2 separate regions of the Mus musculus genome follow, and region 2 is linked to region 1. The links are chromatin contacts, called in public HiChIP or PLAC-seq maps. All regions are on one chromosome and are shown on one strand. The core of a region is the stretch at or near the end of the contact, and the rest is flanking DNA. Distances in the headings are between cores, read along the strand shown.

Evidence for each region. HiChIP or PLAC-seq counts read pairs in DNA pulled down with a chosen protein or histone mark.
Region 2: an H3K4me3 HiChIP or PLAC-seq map of embryonic basal ganglia shows a contact between it and region 1, with 5 times the contacts expected there. The contact joins two enhancer-like sites. A contact is called at or near these places in 4 of 15 datasets of contacts at CTCF or cohesin (the NIH/3T3 cell line, large pre-B cells, pro-B cells and 1 more), 59 of 484 Hi-C or Micro-C datasets (B cells, CD4 T cells, the G1E-ER4 cell line and 39 more) and 10 of 115 datasets of contacts at active chromatin or transcription factors (the NIH/3T3 cell line, astrocytes, embryonic basal ganglia and 5 more).

The regions. Positions count from the first base shown.
Region 1 is chr1:77,969,993-77,973,719 of GRCm38.p6, reverse strand. No RefSeq gene overlaps it. Among named protein-coding and RNA genes, the nearest start is that of Gm26263, 73 kb to the right of the region's middle. Within about 2 kb of position 1,264, at least 13 of the 459 cell types and tissues checked have an H3K27ac peak or open chromatin away from gene starts, as enhancers often do. A contact at or near this core is called in embryonic basal ganglia, where this site is marked.
Region 2 is chr1:78,446,276-78,450,089 of GRCm38.p6, reverse strand. The region is part of intron 15 of Farsb (phenylalanyl-tRNA synthetase, beta subunit); the gene reads left to right. Among named protein-coding and RNA genes, the nearest start is that of Farsb, 41 kb to the left of the region's middle. Within about 2 kb of position 1,684, at least 59 of the 459 cell types and tissues checked have an H3K27ac peak or open chromatin away from gene starts, as enhancers often do. A contact at or near this core is called in embryonic basal ganglia, where this site is marked.

The sequences.
Region 1 (3,727 bases), core at 15-2,514:
TATACCCGAGGTGACTTGGGTGAAGGTAGGGGTTTGTAGGCCCTTAGACTTTAAGGAAACATGCCTACAAGGCAAAATTGTCTTTGGTGCCTCTACTTACCACTACTACCACATCACTACTTACTTTCTTCTTCTTCTTCTTCTTCTTCTTCTTCTTCTTCTTCTTCTTCTTCTCCTTCTCCTTCTCCTTCTCCTTCTCCTTCTCCTTCTCCTTCTCCTTCTCCTTCTCCTTCTCCTTCTCCTTCTCCTTCTCCTTCTCCTCCTCCTCCTCCTCCTCCTCCTCCTCCTCCTCCTCCTCTTCCTCCTCCTCCTCTTCCTCCTCCTCTTCCTCTTCCTCCTCCTCCTTCCTTCCTCCTCCTCCTCTGCCTCCTCCTCTGCCTCCTCCTCTGCCTCTTCTTTCTTTTAAAAATATTTTTTCTCGGTCCATTTTATTGATTTAAATCTGTCTTTTATTCTAGTGATCATCTTAGTAAATCTTTTTTGGTGCTATATCCACTTTACTGCAGAATACAATGTTTCAAATAAGTAGTAAACAAATACGAAATATCTTAGTTATTATGTATAATATAAAAATTTCAACAGTGAAAGCAGGGGAAAAAACCTGGTTCAAATACAACAGGAAATACATTTATTTTAGACATTAAGTAGCTGACTTAATCCATCCTCACCATATATGCACTTGCAGACAGTGAAGAGGAGTCCTTTAGCACAAGACTCAAAATGAAAACCTGATTCTCTACAAAGGATTAGCAACTGTCAAAAATGGTAACTATATTACAGGTCACAAAAGAGCATGTATTCTTAGTATTTGAACCAAAAGATAGTTGACTGGTTAAAATAATAATAATAATTGCCACACACTATGGGTTTTATAGTGTTCATAGGGGCGAAATGCATGGAAACTACTGTACAAGGGCAGGAAGGTGTGACACAGCAATCTTTTACAGTTAATCGTGCTGGGATTTGAGCCTAGGGCCTTGCACATGCTGGGCAAGTTGTAGCCACTGAGCAATTACACATGTGCTTCCTTACACCCATAGAGGATTGTACTTTCTCATACTTACCCGTGCGTGGGAGTCACTCCAGGATCCTGGTAAACTGCAGAACTTAGCATCCTTAGGTCAAAGTGAGCCTGAGCAAGTGCATTTCTTACAAACCTCCAGGTGGCGCTGTTGCTGCTGGCGATGCTCCAAGGACCACACTAAGAGTAGCCAGGCAAATCAGATCTTCTGATTAAAGGGATTCCCTTTAATTAAAGTGCAAATGCGTGTTAGGCCCAACACAGCTGGTGTTTGCACATTAATAGAGCTGAGTGCTTTCCAGGAACGCACATTACAGGGAGACTTGTGGAGCGATCAGGCCCGCCCTTCTTCTCCGAGCTGGTGGTAATGTGTATATGGGAGGGGAGGTGGAGAGTTGATTTCAGAAAAACCTCGAAGGTGTGCTGTAGCTTCCTGTCTCCTCCTGCTCATCCTTCATTCTTTCCCTCTTTCTTTCCCTCTCGTGAGTAAGGACTTGAAAGAGCTACAGGCTCTGCATCACCTTTTCATCATGCCCTATGTCATTTAAAGGGGTTATTTTGCATGATAAAGATGTATATTAGTTCTTGGGAAGTTCTTATCCCAATTTTGTCAAAGGATTGGGGTGAAACTAGTGCTTGCCTTCCTTCCTTCCTTCCTTCCTTCCTTCCTTCCTTCTTTTAATGTAGAATATCAAAATAAAATATAAGATAAAACAAAGCTCACATGTCAAAATTGGTGAACAAACAACAGTAGGAAAAGGGTCCAAGAGAAGGCATAAGAACCACACACCCACTTGTTCTCACACACAGGAATCTCATAAAAACACTAAACTGGAAGCCTACTATATATTCAGGGGACCCAGTGCAGACCGGTGCAGGCCCTGCGCATTCTGCTCCGGTCTCTGTGAGTTCATAGGAGCTTTGCTCAGGTTGATTTAGACGGCCTTGAGGTGGTGGTTGTTGTTTTGGTGTCTTCCATCTGCTTCCATCTCCTCTTACATTTTTTTCTGCCTCCTCTTTAGCCTGTTTTCTGCCCCGAGGTGAGAGATTTGATGGAAAAGTCCCATTTGGACCTGAAAGTTCCAAGTTCTCTCATTCTCTGCCTATTACTTGGTTGTGGGTCTCTGTGCATCTTTCCATCTGCTGCAGGAGGAAACTTCTCTGAGGATGGGTGAGCAGGGCACTGATCTATGAATTTAGTGGGATGTCATTCAGAGTCATTTTATTGCTACTTAGGTGCCTGGGGTAAGTAGTTTCAGGTTCTGGGTCACCCAAGCAGTGTCACCTGTGAGTTCCAGCTGGTGGAAAGGGCCTTAAATAAAATCAGAGTTATTGATTGGCTGCCATTCTGATGGGTGTAAGATGAAATCTCAAAGTAGTTTTGAGTGCATTTCCCTGGTGATTAAGGACGTTGAGCATTTCTTTAAGTGCTTTGCAGTCATCTGAGTTTTCGTTTCTCTTTTCTTTTTCTATTGAGGATCCTCTGTTAGAACTTGAAATCAGGGATAGTGATTCCTCCAACAGTTCTTTTAGTATTCATTTTTAAACTGGCTTAATTTTTTTCTTGATACCCAGTTTTTTTGAGTTCCTTGTGTATTTTGATATCAGACCTCTATTGGTGTGTAGTTGGTGACGACTTTTTCACATCCATAGGCTGTCACTCTGTCTGAGTGGTCCTTTGAGTGTCCTTTGCTGGGCAGAGGCATCTCAGTTTGTGAGTTCCACTGATCAGTTGTTGATCTTAGTACCTGTACTAAAGTCTGTACTAAAAGTCTGTCTCTATGCTTGTGCATTCAAGGCTATATCCACTTTCCCTTCTATCAGGTTTTGGGTATCTGGTTTTCTGTTGAGGTCTCTGATCCATTTGAAGTTGAGTTTTGTGCAGGATGGTAAGTGTGTATCTATTTGGATTCTTCTATAGGCAAATATCCAGTTTGACCAGCACCATTTGTTGAAGATGCTGTCTTTTTTACAGTGTATATTTCTGGCATCTTTATTAAGAGTCAGGTGTCCACAGGTATGTGGATTTATGTCTGAGTCAGTCTTCATTTTGATTCCAAAGATCAATGTGCCTGTTTTTGAGCTATTACTATGCTGTTTTGACTACTATAACTCTGTATTAGAACTTGAAATCAGGAGTAGTGCTACCTCCAATAGTTCTTTTACTACTCATATATTTAGCTTCTTTTAGCTACCCTGGTTTTTTGTTTGGTTTGTGTGTCTGTGTGTGTATGTGTGTGTTTCCATATGAAGCTGAAAACTGTCCTTTGAAGACCTGTGAGAAATTGTGTTGGAATTTTGATTAGGGTTTCATTGAATCTTGTAATGTGTGTTTGATAAGATGACCAACTTTTACTCAGTTAATCCTACTGATCTGTGAGCATGACAGAGTTTTCTATCTTTTAATATCTTCTTCAATTTCTTTTTTTTCCAATGTCTTAAAGTTTTTAATCATAGAAGTCTTTCACTTGCTTGGTGTGGTGGTTTGAATATACTTGGCCCAGGGAGAGGTACTATTTCAGGTGTGGCTTTGATGGAGTAGGTGTGGCCTTTTTGGAGGAAGTGTGTCACTGTGGGCATGGGCTTTAAGACCCTTGTCCTAGCTTCCTGGAAGCCAGTCTTCTAGCAGCCTTCAGATGAAGATGTAGAAGTCTCACCTCTTCCTGTACCATGCCTGCCTGGATATTGCCATGATGATAATGGACT
Region 2 (3,814 bases), core at 435-2,934, 480 kb before region 1:
AGTTAAGATCTGCTAACGTGAGTATAATGTGCCTTGTCATGCATCCAGTGCTGTATTTTTTTTTAATAGATAAAAATCCATTCCAGGTTTCTGTTAACAACATAGAAGCCAACCCTCAGGAATATAAATTTCCCCTGGATGCATTGAGCATTTTAGAGATTTCTTTTCACATTTGTTTCTTGGCTTCTCAGCATCATTTTAAAATAAAAGTGTATACTTTGGTGCTGCCATATAAAAGCATTTTAGGAAAGTTTTTGCTGGATTTTTTTTTTTGTTCCTTACAATTGAACATATATTTTTAATATTCTTAAGCTTTCATGAATATGTTTTATTGATTTAGGAATTTTGTTCTTCTGTTTAATTAAAAAAATAAGATCTACAACTTGTCAGACATTCCACATCTAGAATTAATTCACTGCCTGTCCTTGCATATATCTGTGGCCATGTTACACTTCTGTGTGCAGCTACAAAGAAAGTGATAGTTTTGTAGTTTATACAGATGCGGTTACACTTAATCTAACCTATCTGGATGCATACTAGTGATCTCATTTTTAATAGTTGTATAATAGTCTACCATATGGAAAGCAGAGTGAGCATGAATGAATGATGGTCCTGAGACTTTTCCTAAAGTATGTCTTTAAGTGAGTATCATTTTCCCTTGAGCAAATAATTATTTTAGAAATAATTGTCAGTCCCTAGGTATATACATTTAAATATTTGATAATTTAGTAAATTATTTTCTAAACTTTTTAACTGATTTTTTTTCTCTTTTTTGTTTTTGTTTTTGTTTTGACTTTGTTGGTTTTGAGTCAGGTCTTGCTCTGTGATCTTGCCTATCTTCAAACTTACATCCTGCTTACAGGTTCACATGAGCCAACATACCCAGCATATAGTTATGTCTATACATATGTCGTATATGGTACTATATTGCATACATTAATTATACCTATAAAATGGATTTTACTATGCCATTTTCTTTTCTTCCTGTTCTCCTCTTTTTTCTTAAAACAGCTACATCTGGTTTGGTTGGAACTTGTAAACCAGGCTGGCCTCCAGTCTGACTGCCTTTGCCTGGTGCTGGGATTAAGGGCACCCACTGCCTATTGTGCCCTGTGTTTTATTCACACCCTCATGGCCTGTAACCCCGTCACTGCCGCTGATCTCCCCATCTAGTCCCTCCTTCACTTCCATGCCTTTGCTTACTTATTTCACTATACTAATTTATAGTCCTGTAAGGAATACATCAGGATTCTTGGTTCCCTACATTAGCTGTGGTCATTTAGAACATGCTAAAATTCTTTAGGAGGCAGGTCTGCAGCATGAGTTACGGTTTTGTGAGTACCAGTGTTGAAAATGCTGCTGGAAAGGTAGCCATAGATGCACCAGTGAAGTGCTTCATTCTCTGAGTCTGGCCTACTGTGAATCTCCAGCATGAGCACAGTATCAGCCCTTGATTTTTCCAGAAGCTTTTTGTTCTCCCCTTACACTTTTGTTCTGACAGCATCTTTATTTGGCGTCTGGGTACATGTGAGTGTAAGGATGACTCTGTACCCTAGATGATATTATTACCAGAAACCACTAATTCCCCTCTAATCATTGGTGCAACAGGATCTACACTGCCTGGAAGCCGATGGCAAAGCCTAGGATATGAGTCACATGCTCAGCACTGTGTGCCACTCCCTTTTCTTTTCCTTAAACAAACCAAACAAACCCTCATGTGTTGTATTCTTTGAGCTCACAGAACTGCATCTAGCCACCCCTCCTTTGGGTGGTTTAGATCAGCTCTCTCCAGGCAGTACTTTGAAGTCTGTGCAATACATGGATAATTTAGGCTGACATACTTGGCAGGCCCATTTAAGAAGCAGAATTGTTTGATGGCATGACACAAGAGGTCTGTTAACTGAGTTATAAAGAACCAAGGCATTTCCAACAAACCCTAGCCTTGGCATGAAATCTAAATAGTTCTTACTTTGTGGCATGCAGTCTTTACTTCCTGTGATGTAATATGGCCTCTCCTGCAGAAGGCAAGGAGGTGGGAGTTTTAGCATACCTCATCATTTTTCTGTGGGCGATGATGGGAATGGAGAGTGAATGTTTAAACAAAATATGAAGAACCAAATCCAGAGGGGGTGGTACCTCTGGAAAATGTGAAAAACCGTGGGGTAGGGAGGACACCTAAATAATGAGGTTAACACGCAGCCCTCAAAGTATTGCAAAATTAAACCTAGAAGTTAGTTTATTATTTCCCACATAAGTTATAAATATCCTGAAACTTTTCTTAAAAGAAATAAACTTTAATTTTATTTTTTATCTTTTTGAAGAGAAGGGCTCATGTAGCCTAAGATAGCGTTAAACTCACTGTGTCCCCGAGGATGCCCTTGAACATGAGATGCTAGTGCCACCGTGCAGTGCTAAAGCACTCTGTCAACTGACTCTGTTTGCAGCTCTTTTTTAAAGTTTTAACTGTAAATTTTTTTTTGCTATAGTTCCTCAAAGCACATAAATTGCTTTAAAACTTCTGTGGTTTTGGTCTAGATATTTTACTGTTATCAAGAAAGGTTCACTTTAAATAATTTGGAGATTAGGAAAAAGTAGACCAAGGCAAAGATTACCAAACTAAGGCAGCTTCTCATTTGCATTGGTGAGCCCTTGGAATGGCGGCCTTACTGTCGGCCTGTTCTCTCACGGTGAGTGTGGAGCTACAAAGTGGGTTCAGTGCATGCCTGTGTTCAAGTGGAGGCCTTGACACCAACACATGGGGACCACATGGCAGGAGGACCCAGAAGCAAGTCAGCAGTATGAAAGGGCCATTTAGCTCTGTTGCACTTCATTTTCTCCCTTCAGGAGGAGAAAGACTGTGTGTGTGTGTGTGTGTGTGTGTGTGTGTGTGTGTGTGTGTGTGTGTATGTGTGTGTTTACATTTCTGCAGCAGAATTAGGCCTCTCATATTAGTTTACACATATTGTTGGGTTCCCTGGCATTTATACCTGCCTGATTTTAATATTATCCTTAGCCTCACCTTTGATTAGAGAGTTTAGATATCGGAGTTCTTGGTCCTTGGTGGGAACAGTAGCACAGGTGGCAGCGCGGCACTCGTCCCTTAGGCTGCTTTGGAATAGGATCCACTCTGTGCTCCTGGCCTGGCATGGTAGTTGCCTCCCTGTGCTTGCCTCTTTCCAGACTTTAGTTATGTATTGAGAAAATAAGTGTTTAGTTTGTGTCAGTCCACTAGTGTCACTGGGCATTCTCGTGTAAGGAAGACTAGAGTGCCTCAAGCTTAGCATGCAGGAAGTGTTAACTGGTGAAAACCGTTCTTTCTCTGTGTCTATTCAGTCAGGAGTTACTGAGAAGATAATCTTCATAAATTAAAATACTATTGATGGACACAGATTCCAGATTTAAAAAAAAATAATTTATTTCAGTGACTTAAAAAATTTTAAGAATCATAAAAACTTGGGAGAAGTAAAACATCTGTTTTTTTGTACTAAAAATGTTTCAAGAATGCACGTCTTTGACTGTATTAAACAACTATATGGCAAGGCATGCATTTATTCTTATACTGTTAACCTCCTAAATCCTTTATGGTGCACCGTAGGGCAGTGGAGAGAGAATGCGGTTTAGTCAGTCCTGAGCACGACCTGATTTGTAACTTCATAGCTGTGGGATTGATAATGATTAACCTGAGCTCGACTTTGGGCAACTTCCCTTCATTGCCTTGATTTGGCTCTCCATCTGCTTCATAGACGCAGTAATCCTTGCTGTGTAGTGTCTAGAGTGTAGTGGTGACATTGATGGCTGCCTGGTAGATACTCAG